2 separate regions of the Lactuca sativa genome follow, and region 1 is linked to region 2. Evidence: chromatin contacts called from public Hi-C data. All regions are on one chromosome and are shown on one strand. Each heading gives the region's core, a stretch centred on a gene start, on an enhancer-like site or on the middle of the called end of the contact. The rest is flanking DNA. Distances are from core to core; before and after follow the strand shown.

Region 1 (5,427 bases), core at 462-2,961, 160 kb after region 2:
GCTGCTTTGGCGGGAACCCCATTGTCAAAAGCTGATAAACCCTAGATCCTCCAGGCCTTGATGCATCAATGAAAGATCGGATATCACCAATCGTGTGGTGGAAATTGAATCTAGAAACCATACGGGTCCCATCGCCCAATCTCAGTTGAATTGAGGTTGAAGGTAGTGCGTCATCCACCACTAGCCCCGCCAGTGGGGTTGGTGCAGCGGTGGCAGGCGGCGGTGTAATGGTGGCGTCTTCTGATGAAGTGGTGGTGGTGGTGCCTAGGGTTCTACCCACACCCACAAACGCAGTGTGGCGTTGTTTCTGAACCTGTGTATGAACATGAACATGAACATACATGTATGTGAGAATGTATTCAAGAAGAGAGTTTTGTAGAAGAAATGAAGAATTAGGAAAGATTACTAACAGGGAAGTCTTCAAGCTTCCTCACAAGACTGACATGAACAGGAGCTCTTCCTTTTGCAGGCCTAAGCTCTTCTGGACATTCAGACTTCCTTATGCTCTGTTAAAGAACATTAGAGAACACATCATGTAAGGGTAAAATGGGAATTGGGAAAAAGGAAGAGAAGTTATTAACTTAATATGGTACCTCCAAGAAAGATGCATTTTGGGGATCATCGAGTCTTCTCAAAGGGCCATCGTTAACAGTGAAACCATTGGTCCAGAAAGTGATGGTGTGAGTATGAACATCAGGTTCAGAGACTTGAGGAGTGGCTGATGTTGTCTCTCCAGATAGTAATCTTCCTCTTCCTGCAAAGCTTCTGGAGCTTGAAGATGGTTGGAGTTGTTCGAGTGTTCCTTCTTCTGCTCCTGCTTGTCGAGCTTGATTGAACAATGATTCCACATCATTTACCCTTGATGGATCTTGAACAAGCATTCCACTGCAATCATTAATAAATGTCAGATTATCGGATTTGGTTGTGTTTCGATGAAGCACTTGAAACATTATTGAAGTAGAGCACAATCAAGATACTAATTGATATGAATCATCGTGAAAGAACCAATGTCAAGAAACTGATCACTCATCATGTGTTAATCTGCATGATACATCATCGTTAATATGAATCAAATGTAGATTATGATATGAAACTCCAATTGAATGTATAAAGATAAGATTAGCAAAGAGATCTTGTTCTGTTTGCACTAATTTCCTTGTCAATCAACTCATGGACGGAAACCTAATAAACGGATGAACCCTACATTATTTACCTCTTTTCACCACCGGTATAATACTCCTGGGGCTCATCGGAGTCACTTCCGGAGTCATCGCCCTGTCGATTCAGATCTGAGAAAGTCCGTATGCGTCCAGTAGACCGACTACCTGATGGTTTCTTATCCGTAGCGGTGTTCCTAGATCGTAGATTGTAAGGATTTTGTAAACCAATAGCAGGAGGTGGGGAGGCTGATCGGGAGCGAGACGGAGAAGACGACGGAGAGAATGAAGGGGAATGTGTATCAGAAGGCCGGTTAGGGTTTCGGCCAGGTAAGGCAGACACAGGAGCCTCTTCTACGGCGGCAGCGGTTTCGAAGAAGGTGGAGACGGCGGAATCGAGATCGAAGTTGTGCGATTCGAGGAAGAAGGAGGCTTCTTCTTTGGTAGCAGAAGTAATCTCTGAGAATGCTGCGATCATTTCCTGGTGAGCGTCTCCGCCGATGTTGGTTGCCGGTGTGTCTTCCATTCTTGGTTTTCTTGCGTGAGAGTTCACGTATCAGTCTCGCCGGGTATATATGATAGATCCCATTGACCCGCTCCATCACACATGGGCCGGGTATTGGATTTGAGATTCAACTTTTCCGATACAATTTTGGTTATTTGTAAGTGATTATTTGTAAGTGAGACGATCATGTTACATCATGGACTAACCTCAAATCAACATATAAGAAGAATCCAAAGATGTTCAAGGTTTGGATCAAGATGAAGTTTCATTGGGTGGGCCGATATGCCAGAATGCCTTATGTCAACATTATTCCAAGATTGTTGAGGTCCAAGAACAAAATTCAAATCATGTTCCATTTTTTGTGTTCTCTTTCTTTTGAGTAATGTTTGTTGTTCATTTTTTGTGTTCTCTTTCTTGTTAGTAATGTTTGTGGTGTTTTCATGTGTTTTGTGATCTAAATTAGAGGTGAGTATTTGGACATATAGACTATATCAGACCGGACTGGAAATTGGACATGGACCGGAACCGAATTTGGACCGATTTATTAGATAGAGCTGGTTCTCAGTTCTTTGTATCATGCAAAAAAATAGCTTCTGTAAAAAATTGGGCCGGTCCAGCCAGGTCCGGGTGCAAAACCGGTTTGGACTGAAAATTTAAATGAAGTATTATTTATTTTAAAGTTATATAAGATTTTTAGTTTTTTGTATTTTGTATTTTGTGAAAAAATTAAAACATGCATTTCATTCATTCAAAGTCGGTTTAGCATGTAATTTTTATTGAGCGTGTAGCTTAGTGTTTGTATATGAGTTAGACTCTACTTTTGTTTTTTTGTTTTTTTTATATTTAATGACTTACAATCCTCAAAGTCAGGTTATCAAAGCTGAAATTTTTCAGTTTTTCAGATATTTTTTTTATATTTTGTATTGTGTGAAAAATTAAAACATGCATATATCATTCGTTTCAGTTTGTTTTGAGATGCGGTTTTATCTATTGTGTAACTTAATGTTTATATATGATTTTAGACTATAATTTTATCGTTTTTAGTTTTATCTTCAATGACTTACAATCCCTTGAAATCGAGATATCAGAAACTGGAATTTTTCAGTTGTTCAACTATTTTTTTGTATTTTGTATTCTATGAAAATTTTAAAATATGTGTATCATTCATTTGAAGACGTTTTTGTGTGTGGTTTTTTCTAACATGTAGTTTAAAGTTTGTACATGATTTTAGACTATAACTTTTTTGTTTTTTGTTTTATATTCAATAACTTATTGTCCCTTGAAGTTGGAATATCAAAGCCGAAATTTTTCAGCTTTTCAACTTTTTTCTGTATTCCTATGAAAATTTTAAAACATGCATACAACATTCGTTTGAAGTCATTTTGGCATGCAGTTTAAGTAATCATAACTTTTTTTTTCTCTAAAACGGACATTCAAACCCAAAAAATGTATTCGTCTTAACTCTTAAGTCTCGTAATAGATAAATTTAACTTTAACATCAAAAACTAACTTTTCATAGGGCTTCAACGACCTGTATCATATGCATTTAAAGTTGTACCAGTCCAACGAGTACAAAAACCGGAAAACCTGGCCCAGACTGGACCCGATAAGCCTCCTGCCTTCATAAGTCTAATCCACGGTCCACTTATTTTTGTTAAACTGGTTTTGGTCCAAATGCTCACCCTTTGAATTGTTCGAGTATAACTTTCGGGTAGTCTAGGTTTTTCAAATAAAAAACATAATCGATAACCGACCTTGCATTGAAATTCAGCTATGCGGGTTTGAGTATATCGGGTACGAATTCGAGTTCAAATATATCGGGTATTACCTGAAAAAACTTGCTATATTTTCATTTAAAAAATACATATGGCATAGTTGATATGTGTAAGCTATATCGGGTATTACCTGAAAAAACTTGCTATATTTGCAAAACTTGAATGTTGTAATGATTTGTATTTTGTTTCTCGATAAATGAAAGCATTTTGGGTACATGAAATGGTATAAATGGTGATATCCATATAATGTGAAGGAAAATTTGCATATATTTTTGTGATGTAAATGAAAGAAATGTACTAAATATGGTTATGTGCATATAATGTGAATGAATCTCATGGAACATGAATACTCAAAGGTTAGGCATAAGAAGCACCGAAAAAAACAAAATATAGCAATTTAATGGCTGTTTAACTTGTACCGGTCAATAATGGTACTATAATACTATTATAGACACCTTTTTCGAGCATAAATGAACGAATTAGGAAAATGAATAGGTAACAATGCTAGACAAACCAAATGATGTTATAAATTTGGTAAAATGGAAAATAGTATATATATATATATATATATATATATATATATATATATATATATATATATATATATATATATATATATATATATATATATATATATATATATATATATATATATATATATATTGTCATTACTTTTGGCTACATGAAATGGTCTACATATTAAGACAAAGTACGTCAACCAAAAACCTATTCCATATAAATGGTCAAACAATGTGCATGTAGTTATTTTAGGGGTGACTGTTATACAACTTTATCCATCATGCCAATTAAACAAATCACAACAATAGAAAACCAGTTAAGAACATGCCTATTTTACCAATTAAACAAGTGTGCAACAATTTTTTTTCTCATCATTGATATAAAAATTACGCCTAAAATTAGGCAATTGTTCCGGTTAGCCACTATCAGTTTGTCATAACTCATAAGAAACAACCAAACTAATGTATTGTACAAGAAAATTACCAACACATAATTCCAATACCATCAAGTAATATAATAAAACCTAAGTTTAACACCACTTCACCATTTCATATTGCAACTTCACTCCCTCACTACTCCTGATCCTCTACATTGATCATTCGATCCCCCACTTGCCCTTAACAGGTCTTGGAGTTGCGACTCTTGTTATAGAATTTACTACATGTTACAGTTATCTATATCGTTAACAGCATGTGATCACCAGCCTAGCTGGTTGTGATGCATCATGGGTTATAGGCCTCAGTGGGTGAGGTCAAGAGTTCTACTATTGGCTGAGCACATTTGGGGGATTTTCCCTGGATTGGCGTGGGTTCGATTCTTCGTTCCCTTTGGTGGTGAGTGGTGCCCCTCTGGTGGCCCGCCAGGCATTCCTGATCCATCGGGTCGGGTTACCTTCTATTTGCCGGTTCAAAAAAAAATCTATATCGTTAACAACAATGAATTAGTAACAACAAAATGGAGGGGGGGGGGGGGGGGGGCTTAGAGGGGGGGCAAAGTGGGCAGCTGCACAGGGCCCATTTTTTCATTATATATTTTTATTTAAAAATACAAAATTATAATGAAGATAAGGGCCATTTTTTTCTTATTTGCCCTGGGCCTTTAAGAATATTTCAATTTTCAGAACCGGCCCTGTTACCAACCTATGTTCTGCAAAGTGATAAAGGTAATCACAACCATTAATTAGATCAAAATTAAATCTATTTATGTCCCCCGAGTTTCCATTTTCTAACATGGATTCACCTAATGGTCTGGTTGAATTGCTTTTCACCCTGTTTACTTCATGCTTGCATGGAATCCTGGCGATGTTCACTTTTTACAAGTGTAGTTATTAGCTTCATCCTTGATTGTTTCCATGGACTTTTGGTAGTAGGTGTTATGTTACCCTTACACTTATTAAGCACCCTTAGACAATGTAATTTTTTTCAATTAAGTATTCCATAATAAAACCTAAGGCATATATGATTGGCTTATA
Region 2 (5,495 bases), core at 1,845-4,344:
CACTGTAACATATAATTAATCATAATTTATACTGTATAATAAAAAAATCAGAATGAAGTGTAGAAATTGTAATGTAATACGTAGTATTAAAACGAATTATTTGTACCTTCGATACGAATCGTATTTTGAAGTTCTTCAGAAGTCAAAGAAATTGAATCGATTTGTTCATCGTTACGAGATGAATTGATTTCAGCTAACAATAGTATCAGTTGCGATTGACTCGTCAATTTCTTTTGAATTCGACATCATTTATGAAAATTGATTTTGATTCAATTTTCAAATGTTCTGTTGCGATTGACTCGTCAATTTCTTTTGAATTCGACATCATTTATGAAAATTGATTTTGATTCAATTTTCAAATGTTCCGTTGCTCCCTTGAATTGCGTTGATGAATGTGATATGTTTGTTTCTTCGATTTGAGGATTATGTCTCGTATTTATGAATATATGAACTGATGCTCTGTTTTGATCGTTTTTTTCGATTTGAAGATTGCGATTAACTTGATAACAAATTCAGTAAAAATAGGAACTTTATGATGATATTGAATGATTTTTGAAGATTGAACGATATGGTTACGTGATTGATATTGAGAATCGATGATTTAGCGATAAGATGATTTTTAGAGAAGGAAGGTGTCCCGCTTTCTAGACATTAAGTTGAAATTTATTGTTATACCCCTACATCATTTAACAGTTGATGGAAGTTGAGGTTAAGTTCCATTGGCTGATGTTTAATCTCACAATCTCTAATTTTTTATTAATCTCAAGGGAACCATCCCTATATATATATATATATATATATATATATATATATATATATATATATATATATATATATATATATATATATATATGTAACTTGATCTTTAAAGCCTTTATATGTTGGTCGTAATTTTTTTAAGAGCCTCTAAAGATAAATTGATCGTACTTATGAGTGTTATTTTTGATGTTTATCTTTGCCAAATCTAAAGTTTTAAAACGTGAACCATCCTTGTGGTTTGCCAAAACCTTTGTATGGGGTCCAAAAAGTTTCCAGCTTGCACCAAAGGTCCAAAATCAAGGTTTTCATGGGTTTTTCGTCCATTCCGTCATTGTCCGTTTGTTTGGAGCCATTAATGCCATCACGTGCCCTCCATGTGAGGGCATTTTGGTCATTTTAGGTCCTAGCCTCCGTTGCTGCCACTTCAATTAATAAGATTGCAGACTGTACTCACTCCTTCGTCTTCTACTCATACCTCTTTGGATTCAAACGCAAAAACCCTAACGATCGTCTGAAAATTGGATTGTGTTCATGCTTTTGAAAATGTGGGGACTTAGAAATGTTGGAGAGATTGTCAACGTTCAAGAAGTTTATGGTAAGATTCAAACTTAGAAAACTCTGTATTTTATGATCAAGCTTCAAACTTTGAAAAACTCTAACTAACAATCGTCTATTTCTGTTTTGAAGATGTTTACCTCAACATATTCTCTAGTGAACTTCATCACGGAGGGAGTTTCACAAAGTTTCCAAATATCAGGTATATTAATGGCCAAGTAAGGTACTTTGATGTTGTCGACATTGATGAATTTTTTGATCATGAACTAGACTTGATGATGAGAGAATTAGGGTATGATGGTACTAAAATCATGTATTACCATTTCCGTTTGCCTAATGAAGGATTTGACTTTGGACTCCGAGCATTAGGTAACGATGATGATGTGCGTAATCTCTCACAGTATGTTACCCATAATAACAAAATGATTAAAGTGTACACAGAGCATGGTCAAACGAACTTGCTTACATATTTTATGTCCCCACCTGGTCTAAGAAGGGTTATAATAGAAGACATGGACAATCATGGTCCTCTTAGACCCTCATCACCTGTAGTTGCTCATGAAGTGGTAACTCTAATCCAAATTGATGTTGGTGAGGGTGATTTAGGGTTAGCATTAACCTTATACAAATCAGCAACACCTGAATTTAGTAGGTCTAAAGGTTGGAAACATAGTAAAGGGGCATCGTCTTGTAGTAGAAAGCTTAACTTGGATTGGGAAGGTGGTGAAAAAACAATGGCAAGTGGTGAAGTTGATAAAGGTAAGGGTGTAGAAGGATTTACAGATGAATATGTTGTAGTTAATGTAGAAAAAGAGTTAAATAAAGAGATTGATGTGAATGAAGAACTTGACATGAACAAATCCAATGGTGAGGGTGTAGAAAGATTTGCAGATGAGGGGTATAGAGTTGTCATGGATAATGATCCTCAAGGAGTCAATGAATTTTCAACTAACATCAACATAGATGATGAGTTAATGACAAAATTTCAACCTTTTGAAGGGTTTGAAGACCAAGATAGCATCCCATTTAATGGGTTTGAAGGCCGGTTTGAAGGCCAAGATAATATTCCTTTCAATGATGACTGGAGACAAGAGGAGCCTGATGACATTGAGTTTGAGAATCAAAACAGTGAAGATGAAGATAGTGACTTTATGATTGATGAGGACAACATAATTGAAGATGTTGACGTTGACATGGAGGATTTCAATCTAAATATTGATACAGAAGCAGAGTTCAATGGATGTCAAAGTATGGGTGGTCAAAGAAATGAAGATAGTGATGAAGAAGAGGATTTGGAGGTAATTGATAATGACGAGTGGGATTCACTAAGTGATGACTCAGGGGACAACAGGAAAAGAAGAGAAATGATCAAAGAGCTGGGGAAACAAACATTATGTTCTGCTGGTGAGGTGCACAAGGTAGCTTTTCATATTGGGCAGAAATATAAATCCAAGAAAGAATTGAAAGATAAAATTGACCTGCATGCTTTAGAGGCAAGGAGGAATATCTCATTCACAAAAAAAACGACAAGAGTAGATTAACAGTTGTTTATGATGGAACTGTAGTTTTAAATGCAAGTGGGGTAGGTGGACCTACCTCTGGGAAAAAGGTAAAGGGTAAAGATGTAAACTCAGATAAAGTTAAATGTACATGGAAACTTCATACATCTAGGTCAAGTGAACAGGATTATTGGTTTATTAAGACCTATAATCAGAAACACATCTGCCTCCAAACACGAAAAATCAGATCTTGCACAACAACATTTCTTTCCAAACGTATTATGGATCGGATTGAAGCTAATCCTGGACTGCCTGTTCGTGCCCTACAAGAGCAACTCCAATCAACTTATGGAGTTAGTATTTCAGAAGAGAAAGCATTTAGGGCAAAAGCATTAACCACCAAAAGTGTTGCAGGGGATTACGTAAAGTAATATGCAGCTTTGAGAGACTATGTACTAGAGCTACAAAAGACAAATGAAGGTACAACTGTAAAGCTTGATGTGGTTTCTGAACCTGTGGTTTCATCCCCAACTAGGCAATTCAGAAGGATATACGTGTGTTTAGGTCCTTTGAAGAAAGGATTTAAGGCAGGTTTGAGAGAATTTTTAGGCTTAGATGGAGCCTTTATGAAGGGACCTTTCCCAGGTCAAATACTAAGTGCAGTTGGTGTTGATTCCAACAATGGAACCTACCCATTGGCATATGCTGTTGTTGAAAGTGAAAACACTTCAAGTTGGAAATGGTTTCTTTAGTGTTTTGCAGAAGATCTTGACTTGTATTTAAATTCCAACTTCACCTTTATCAGTGATAGACAGAAGGTATTATAGTTACATTTAATATTGCATACTAGTTTCATTACAGACTAATGCTAATTACTTATTTTGTTTTGGTGAAAACAGGGTCTTCTACCAGCCATAGAACAATTGTTCCCTAATGCAGAACACAGGTTATGTATTAGACACATATACCAGAACATGAGGAAGTTATTTAAGACTACAGAGTACAAGGAGTATTTTTGGAGGTGTGCTACAGCCACCACCATACCAGAGTTTGAAGTTGTAATGGTAGAGCTAAGGAATTATGACATAGAAGCATATCAGTGGCTCTTGAAAATCTCTCCACATCATTGGGCTAGAAGTCATTTTTCAGGTATTTTCTCAATTTTTTGTCTTATTTTTTATTATAGTATAGATATACACTAACTGTTGTTTTGTTAATGAACTATTAGGAAGGGCAATTTCAGACATGTTATTGAATAAACTTTGTGAAGTATTCAATAGCAAACTTGTTAAAGGGAGAGACAAACCCATTATCAGTTGTTTGGAGTTCATCAGAGAGTACCTTATGAAGAGAGTATGCAATGTGATGAAGGTGTTAAACAAGTGTCAAGGTCCATTAACTCCAACTGGTACTAGGATTTTGGAAGCAAACACAACACTAGCTAGTAAGTATCATGCACGATGGAATGGGGGACAAAAGTATCATGTTAAAGGTTCATGGAATGATCAACATGTAGTGGACATGGAGAAAAGGGAGTGTAGTTGTAGAAAGTGGGAGCTTACTGGAATTCCTTGCAAGCATGCAATTGCAAGCCTAAATGAAATGGCAGACAATAATGAAAAGGTGGGAGAACTATACACCTATGTGCATAAGGTGTATTGGCTTGATACATGGAAAGAGATGTACTCCTTCAAGGTGGAGCCTATCAAAGGTAGAGCCATGTGGCCTAAGAGTGACTGCCCAACAACTCTTGTGCCTCCACCACACAACAAAGCTATAGGCAGGCCAAAAAAGAAAAGAAGGATTACAGCAGAGGAAAGGATTGAAATCCAGCAACGTAAGAGGCAAGCAAACAGTCAAAGTCAAAATGATAATGAAACTCAATCACTAAGCAGGAAGTTTTTAACTGTGACATGTAGTAAGTGTAAGCAAAAGGGTCACAATGCCAGGATTTGCAAGGTCAAAGATGGGAATTGATGTTTAAGTACTTTTTATGTTTGTGAAGACTTGTTAATGCACTTTAGTTGGTACTTTGTTGCCTTTTTTTGGTTCCATTTTGATAATGTACTTTGATGCCCTTTTATGGAACAATGTACTCCAATGTTTTGATAATGTACTTTAATGCCCTTTGTTGGTAATGATTGTGTTTTGGCATCTATCTGTTATGGTCCCCTTTTGGTAATGTTGTTTGTTATTTGTTTATGTTGTACTGTCAAAGCATGAAGATGTTATGGCGATGTACTTAATGTATGCATGTAAAACCATTACAATTACATATTCAAGCATAGAGAAAAACCATTACACTTGCATATCATGTCAAGATCAAACCTTTATAATTTCATATTCATAAAAGGATAAAACCATTACACTTCCCATTGTCATAAAAGCATTACATATACAATGATCCAAAAGACAACACTTACAACATATATAAACCACAATTAAACCTTCTACACCAAAAGACAACATTTTTAAGTGGTTATTACCAACAAAAAAGCCCTAACCTCTAATTCCTATTTCCAAAACAGCACAAACAACATAAACAAAACCCACGAGACAAGTTAACACATCTTCAGCTGACCCACTTCAACCTCATACCTATTCATTGTTCTCAACAATCCTGGTATGATAACAGTTGATCTTTGACACATAGGGGGATCGAACCACCCCAAAAATCCACAT

Evidence for each region. Hi-C and Micro-C count contacts between places; a contact is called where the count stands out from the background.
Region 1: a Hi-C map of seed shows a contact between it and region 2, with 6 times the contacts expected there. The contact joins the promoter of LOC111912029 here to the promoter of LOC111912001 in region 2. A contact is called at or near these places in 2 of 4 Hi-C or Micro-C datasets (leaf and seed).

What each region holds. Positions count from the first base shown.
Region 1 is chr7:170,431,226-170,436,652 of Lsat_Salinas_v11, forward strand. LOC111912029 (plant UBX domain-containing protein 4) reads right to left here and starts at 1,712. Exons shown (of 4, transcript XM_023907786.3): 1 at 1,214-1,712; 2 at 594-885; 3 at 411-506; 4 at 1-313. The coding sequence starts at 1,683.
Region 2 is chr7:170,270,178-170,275,672 of Lsat_Salinas_v11, forward strand. LOC111912001 reads left to right here and starts at 3,095. Exons shown (of 5, transcript XM_052765850.1): 1 at 3,095-3,240; 2 at 3,349-3,530; 3 at 3,576-3,631; 4 at 3,713-3,962; 5 at 4,042-4,790. The coding sequence starts at 3,095. The coding sequence ends at 4,790.